2 separate regions of the Mus musculus genome follow, and region 2 is linked to region 1. The links are chromatin contacts, called in public ChIA-PET maps. All regions are on one chromosome and are shown on one strand. The core of a region is the stretch at or near the end of the contact, and the rest is flanking DNA. Distances in the headings are between cores, read along the strand shown.

What was found. ChIA-PET counts read pairs in DNA pulled down with a chosen protein or histone mark.
Region 2: an RNA polymerase II ChIA-PET map of memory CD8 T cells shows a contact between it and region 1, with 8 read pairs. The contact joins two enhancer-like sites. A contact is called at or near these places in 1 of 484 Hi-C or Micro-C datasets (CD8 T cells), 1 of 115 datasets of contacts at active chromatin or transcription factors (memory CD8 T cells) and 1 of 9 other capture datasets (pancreatic islet).

What each region holds. Positions count from the first base shown.
Region 1 is chr17:84,632,250-84,635,003 of GRCm38.p6, reverse strand. It overlaps Dync2li1 (dynein cytoplasmic 2 light intermediate chain 1), which reads right to left. Exons shown (of 13, transcript NM_172256.2): 4 at 1,416-1,485. Among named protein-coding and RNA genes, the nearest start is that of Dync2li1, 7.2 kb to the right of the region's middle. Within about 2 kb of position 1,328, at least 45 of the 459 cell types and tissues checked have an H3K27ac peak or open chromatin away from gene starts, as enhancers often do. A contact at or near this core is called in CD8 T cells and memory CD8 T cells, where this site is marked.
Region 2 is chr17:84,858,772-84,861,525 of GRCm38.p6, reverse strand. No RefSeq gene overlaps it. Among named protein-coding and RNA genes, the nearest start is that of Gm46582, 44 kb to the right of the region's middle. Within about 2 kb of position 1,410, at least 104 of the 459 cell types and tissues checked have an H3K27ac peak or open chromatin away from gene starts, as enhancers often do. A contact at or near this core is called in CD8 T cells and memory CD8 T cells, where this site is marked.

The DNA of each region.
Region 1 (2,754 bases), core at 79-2,578:
ATCTGGAAACCAATAGCAGGCACTTTCGATTCTTGTACATTTATGTGTCGTATAACTCTTTCTTTTCTCTTTCTTTCTTTCTTTCTTTCTTTCTTTCTTTCTTTCTTTCTTTCTTCCTTCCTTCCTTCCTTCCTTCCTCCCTCCCTCCCTCCCTCCCTCCCTCCCTCTTCCCCTCTTTCTTTTTCTTTTTTCTTTCTTTTTCTTTTTCTTTTCTCTCCTTCCTTCCTTCCTTCCTTCCTTCCTTCCTTCCTTCCTTCCTTCCTTCCTTTCTTATTTTATGAGACAAGGGCTCACTACACAGTCCTGACTGGACTGGAGCTTACTACATGGACTAGCCCGACTTTGAACTCACAAAGATCCACCTGCTTCCACCTCCTGAGTGCTGGGATCATGGGTGTGTCCTACCAAACAGTTCTTTAAGACACTCTCTAGTGGGAGAACATTGGAACTAGATCATTCTCTACAAATGTGCTTTTGTATGGAGTAGTAGGACCTTCTCTGGCCTGTTCTTCCCACACCTATGTTTGAGAAATGGTCCCCTAGGAATTTCTGTCCCCACACCACATGTGACTCTACTCTAGGTCAGGCAGGCACGCTCCAGGCAGGCCTCACGCCCAGGAGCAGAGTGGACAAATACAGTGATTCCAGGCTTTTCTGTGTGGCTTTTGTTGGTGGGGTTTGTCTTCTTGTCTTTCTTTTGTTTGCTTCAGCTCCCCCCACTTTTGAGAGAGAAAGAATCTGAAGCTGGGGGAGTGGAGGGGGGGGAGTGGAGGGGGGGGAGGCTCTGGGAGGCTTGGAGAAGGGGAAGTATGCTCCACATACAGTGTGCGTATAGCAAGTCTAGAGATAATTCGTAAATTATGAGAACGGAGGCAGTTATTTTTATTTGAAAAAGAGAAAAAGTGCCATCTATATTGTAGGTGATCAAAGAACCCTAGACCATCAAGCTCCAAAGAAATCTCACTTCATGCTGGGCCTGCCGTCACATGTCTGTCTATAACTTATTGATACTCAGAAGCTGAGGCAGGAGAGTTGCAAACTTGGGGCCATCTGGGCTACATAATGAGTTTCAGGCCCGTCTGAGATACAGAGTGGAAAAAGAGACAAAACCCCAAGCCCCAAAGTGAAAACACCACACACGAAACAAGGAACTCACTATCAGAGGGGCAGAAGTCGGCCAAAGAACTGTACGGACATTGTAAATAAATCTTTTCAACATTTTAAGGTACAAAAGAGAAAGCTGAAATGTTCTCTCAGATTACACGGACTTCCTGCCAGCTGAGCTGCACGTGAGGTTAAAACCCACATCTGTGCCAGGCACCACTGGTGGGCTTCCTGTTTGCAGATAACGTAAGCCATCTCAGCACCATGGCCTCCCACCTGAGGCCTGGGACAGGACTTCAGGACGGACTCACCGTGTTGTGCCCCTTGGTCTTCCTTCCGTACGTGTACTCCAACGCTAAGGTCGGCTTTGCTGACTCATCCCTGCACGATAAAGGCAGACGCTATTAGCATGATGGTGGGTCATTCTCACCTCCTCTTAAACACTTTGTGAATAATATCGAATATTTTATATTAATAATGAATACTAGCACCGAGGTAAAGCTATAATAATGTTATTCCACAAGACACAAACAAGCCCCTCAAACACTGTCCTGGGGGCTGTAGTGGCAGAGGCGGGAGTGAACAACGATGCCCGATGCCCAAATGGATGGCTGCTTTGCGGGGCCAGCGGAGACACAGCGAGCGGGCAGCGCCAAGGGCCATGCTCTGTCCCCAGCTCTCTGATCCCATGCCATGTGGGGAATACTGACTCGTTGGATCAGCCTCAATGTCTGAGCTGAGAACCAAATGCCAGGCACCGAGTAAGGACACAGTGGGAGATTTTTATGTTGTTCTTTATTTCAAATCTCAGCCAAAATATGAGAGTTGAAAAAAAAAAACCTATATGAACAAGGACATAAAACCAACAAATGATTTGGAAGATATTTAAATGATTTAATAAATTACTTATATAACTTTAAATTATTTGGAAAGCAATTAATGGTATATATTTGTTTTAAATGTTGTAAGAAAATATATGCACTAAACCGTTTTGGCATACCTTTTTAAGTGTGCAGTTCACAGTGTGAAGCACCTTCATTCACACTGCTGTGCACCCAAGCCTCGTGGCTTCTCAACTCCGTATGCACTGAATAATGTCCCACATCCTTCCCTCCCAGCCTCAGCTTCTCCCCTCACTTCTGCTTCTCTGAGACTCACTGCTTGAGGACCCCATACAGAAGGAATCAGACAGCTTTGTCTGTTTGGTGACTGGCTCATTTCACGTAGCATAGTGTCTTCAAAGTTCACACACATTATAGAATATGAAAGAATGTATTTCCTTTTTAAATAAAAGACTTCTTATGTAGATGAGTAGGGCCTGCACGCATGTGTGTGCACCATGTGCATGTGTGTATACACCATGTGCACGTGTGTGCACCGTGCACCGTGAGCATGCCGGGTGCCTGTGGAGGTCAGAGGATCTGGATGCCTCGGAGTTACAGATCGTCGTGAGCTACCGTGTAGGTGCTGGGGAGCAAGCCTGGGTCCTCTGCAAGGACAGCAGGTGCTGCCCAATTCTGGATTTCTTTCCCTTTCGAGGTGGAATAATATTATATTTAGTTCAAACTAGGAGAACAAAGACCACAAATTTAGAATTTCTATTTGTTGAATATTTTGAACTTTATCTTGGCAGATATTCTTGGTATACAC
Region 2 (2,754 bases), core at 161-2,660, 230 kb before region 1:
GTTTGTTTGTTTGTTTGTTTGAAAAGCGGTCCTGAGACCCACTCAAGTTGGTTTTGAACTCACTACGTAGCTCAGGTTAGACTTCTACTAGTCCGGTAAAGCATCCATCTATGTGTCTGGTTCTGATTTTACAAGTGGATAAACTGCTGTTATCTAACCAAGACAGACTCACTCACTCCCAACAAAATAACCAAGGGAAATACTGGTTTTAGGAAATGAGGAAATTCTGAGACCATGGCCTGGAATCCTCTTACGTGTGTTGCCATGAGGACCACCGTGCCACCTGCCATGCTTGGCATCTCTTTCTCTGAGCTCTGTTCTGCAAGGGGAATCATTCTCTGCATCCACTTGTAAGAAAAAGGACACAGCTAACTTTATCATTCTCTCAAGGCTCCATTTGTCTCATCCAGGGTAGAAGTGACAATTTAAACTTCCTAATTAAAGGTAATTAGGTCCCATCTGGCTTTGAAAAATTGGCAGAGTGAATGGGATGGGAGGTTGCTAACCCAGATTCAGTTGAGAAATTTGTCTTCAAGCGCAAATTTTTCAGTCTTCCAGACACTCCCTGGCAGAACTGTCTCTCCCCTCTGGAGAGGGCTGGCCTCCTGATTCTGTCTCTAAAGGGAAGATGGATACGGTAAAGGTGGGTCAGCGCCTCATGGTGTGCAGAAGGGGGTCCCTCCCACTGCGATGTTTCTTCCTGTTCATCTGGAGATGCCGTTCACTGTCACCTTCACCTCTGCTGCTGCACCACGGCAAGCTATGTTCCCTGGGTTGGGGTCGATTGTGACCCTCTCCCCTAGAAGCCATCTCCTTCTAGCAACTTGGTTGTATCAGTTTTCACTGCCTCTGCAGACCTTCTGAGGTTAGGTTACAGCTCCCAACTGATTTCCAACTCGCACTTTACGGTCTGAGCCGTTCCAGCCAGCCCATCACAGCGTGCCCCGCACAGGCTCAGTGGCATACATCTCTACTCTCCTCCCAACACTGGAAATGGACAGTTGGCCTAAGTGTCTCCTCTTCTTCATCCCCATTCTCACTTAACTTATCCCAGCTCTAGCTGGGTGACAGCTCTGGTCCCAAGAGGCCAGAGTAATGCATCATTCTAGAGCATTACTTCTGTTTCCCCCAGAAGCAGGCATTATATCTGCTCTCTCTTTTTGGTGGAGACTCCACCCATAGCTGAAGGCAAAATCCTGTCATTAATGTCAGCCTGGCCCTGGGGTGTTAGTGAGTGAATGCTGTCTCCTGGAAGACTCCAACTCCAGTCTTCTGTTGTCTCAGGCTGGGGCCGAGCAAACTAGATTCTTTTTGTCAGCAGGCTTCCGGTTAACCTTTATAGTGGGGAGCGCAGAGCGGGCTTGAGAAGTTGCGGGGAGCCTGCAAGGCTGGAGGAGGAAGTCAGTATTTCTGCTTTGCTTGTTGTCCTATGAGAGTGGGGAGCACAGAGGGGGTGTGGGGAGCCGGGGGGAGGCTACAAGGCTGGAGGAAGAAGGCAGTACTTGCCCGTTGCTTGTTGTCCTGTGAGGAACCATCATCCCCTATGGGAGGCAGAGCCTTCTCAGGGTGGGCTCAGCCTCTCGATCTCCATGTCCCCTTCAGCTCTCCAGTCCCAACCTCCCTTTGCAGTGCTAGGGGAGGGGTGGCTTCAGAGAGTCTCAAGTTCAAGGAGCAAGACTCGCAGTTGCCACCTACAGTTATGAGCTGGATTACTTCAGTGTCCCTCTGTCCCCTTGAGCCCTGGGAACAGTTCCTCATGTGAGTTCCATTCACAGAAGGATATGGTGTGGTAGCTGTCCCCACACAACTGGATGAAGAATGGCTTTTCTCTGTTTTTTTATGAGTACTTAGATAAGTACTTATAACATTTCTATTTTATTTTGAAATAGATCCTCTTCCTCTACCCAGGCTGTCCTTGTCTTGGCTTCAGCCCCTGGGTGCTGGGATTACAAGTGCGCACCACTGTGTCTGGATGTAGAAATACTCATACATCTTTCCTAGTACCTTTTAGATCTATTGCTGATCAATATGGAGTGACAGGAAACTCATTCTCTCTCTCTCTCTCTCTCTCTCTCTCTCTCTCTCTCTCTCTCTCTCTCTCTCTTTCACACACACACACACACACACACACACAAAAGAGAGAGAGAGAGAGAGAGAGAGAGAGAGAGAGAGAGAGAGAGAGAGAGAGAGAGAGAGAGAGATTAAATAGTGTTCAAGACACTGGCTATCACATAAACTAGAGCAGTACTTCTTGAGACATAGAAGTCAAGGTCAGATGGTCCCAGCTAATGGTTAGGGATGGAAGAAGGGATCCAGGCATTGTACACTGACTGAGACTCCTGGAGTGTCACCCACCGTCTGTTGTGAACACCCACCCACCCCTTAAGCTGCTCTGCAAGCCAGAACAGATGGACAGCACTCTATTTAATCAGTCTGTCTCTTTTACCGTCCCCGCCCCCCACAGGAAGCTCTCAACTTACAGAAGAAAGCAAGGGAAGAAGCCATCTCACCCCCTTGCTCTCTAGATTATTGTTCTCTAGGGACGTGGTTCTCAGCCTTCCTAATGCTGTGTGACCCTTTAATACACTTCCTCATGTTGTGCCTCCCCTCCAGCCATAAAGCTATTTTCATTGTTACTTCATTACTGTAATTTTGCTACTGTTATGAATTGCAATGTAAGCATCTGATATGCAGGAGATCAGATATTAATCAATTGTCCAGCCTTCAAAGGGATCAAGACCCACAGGTTGAGAA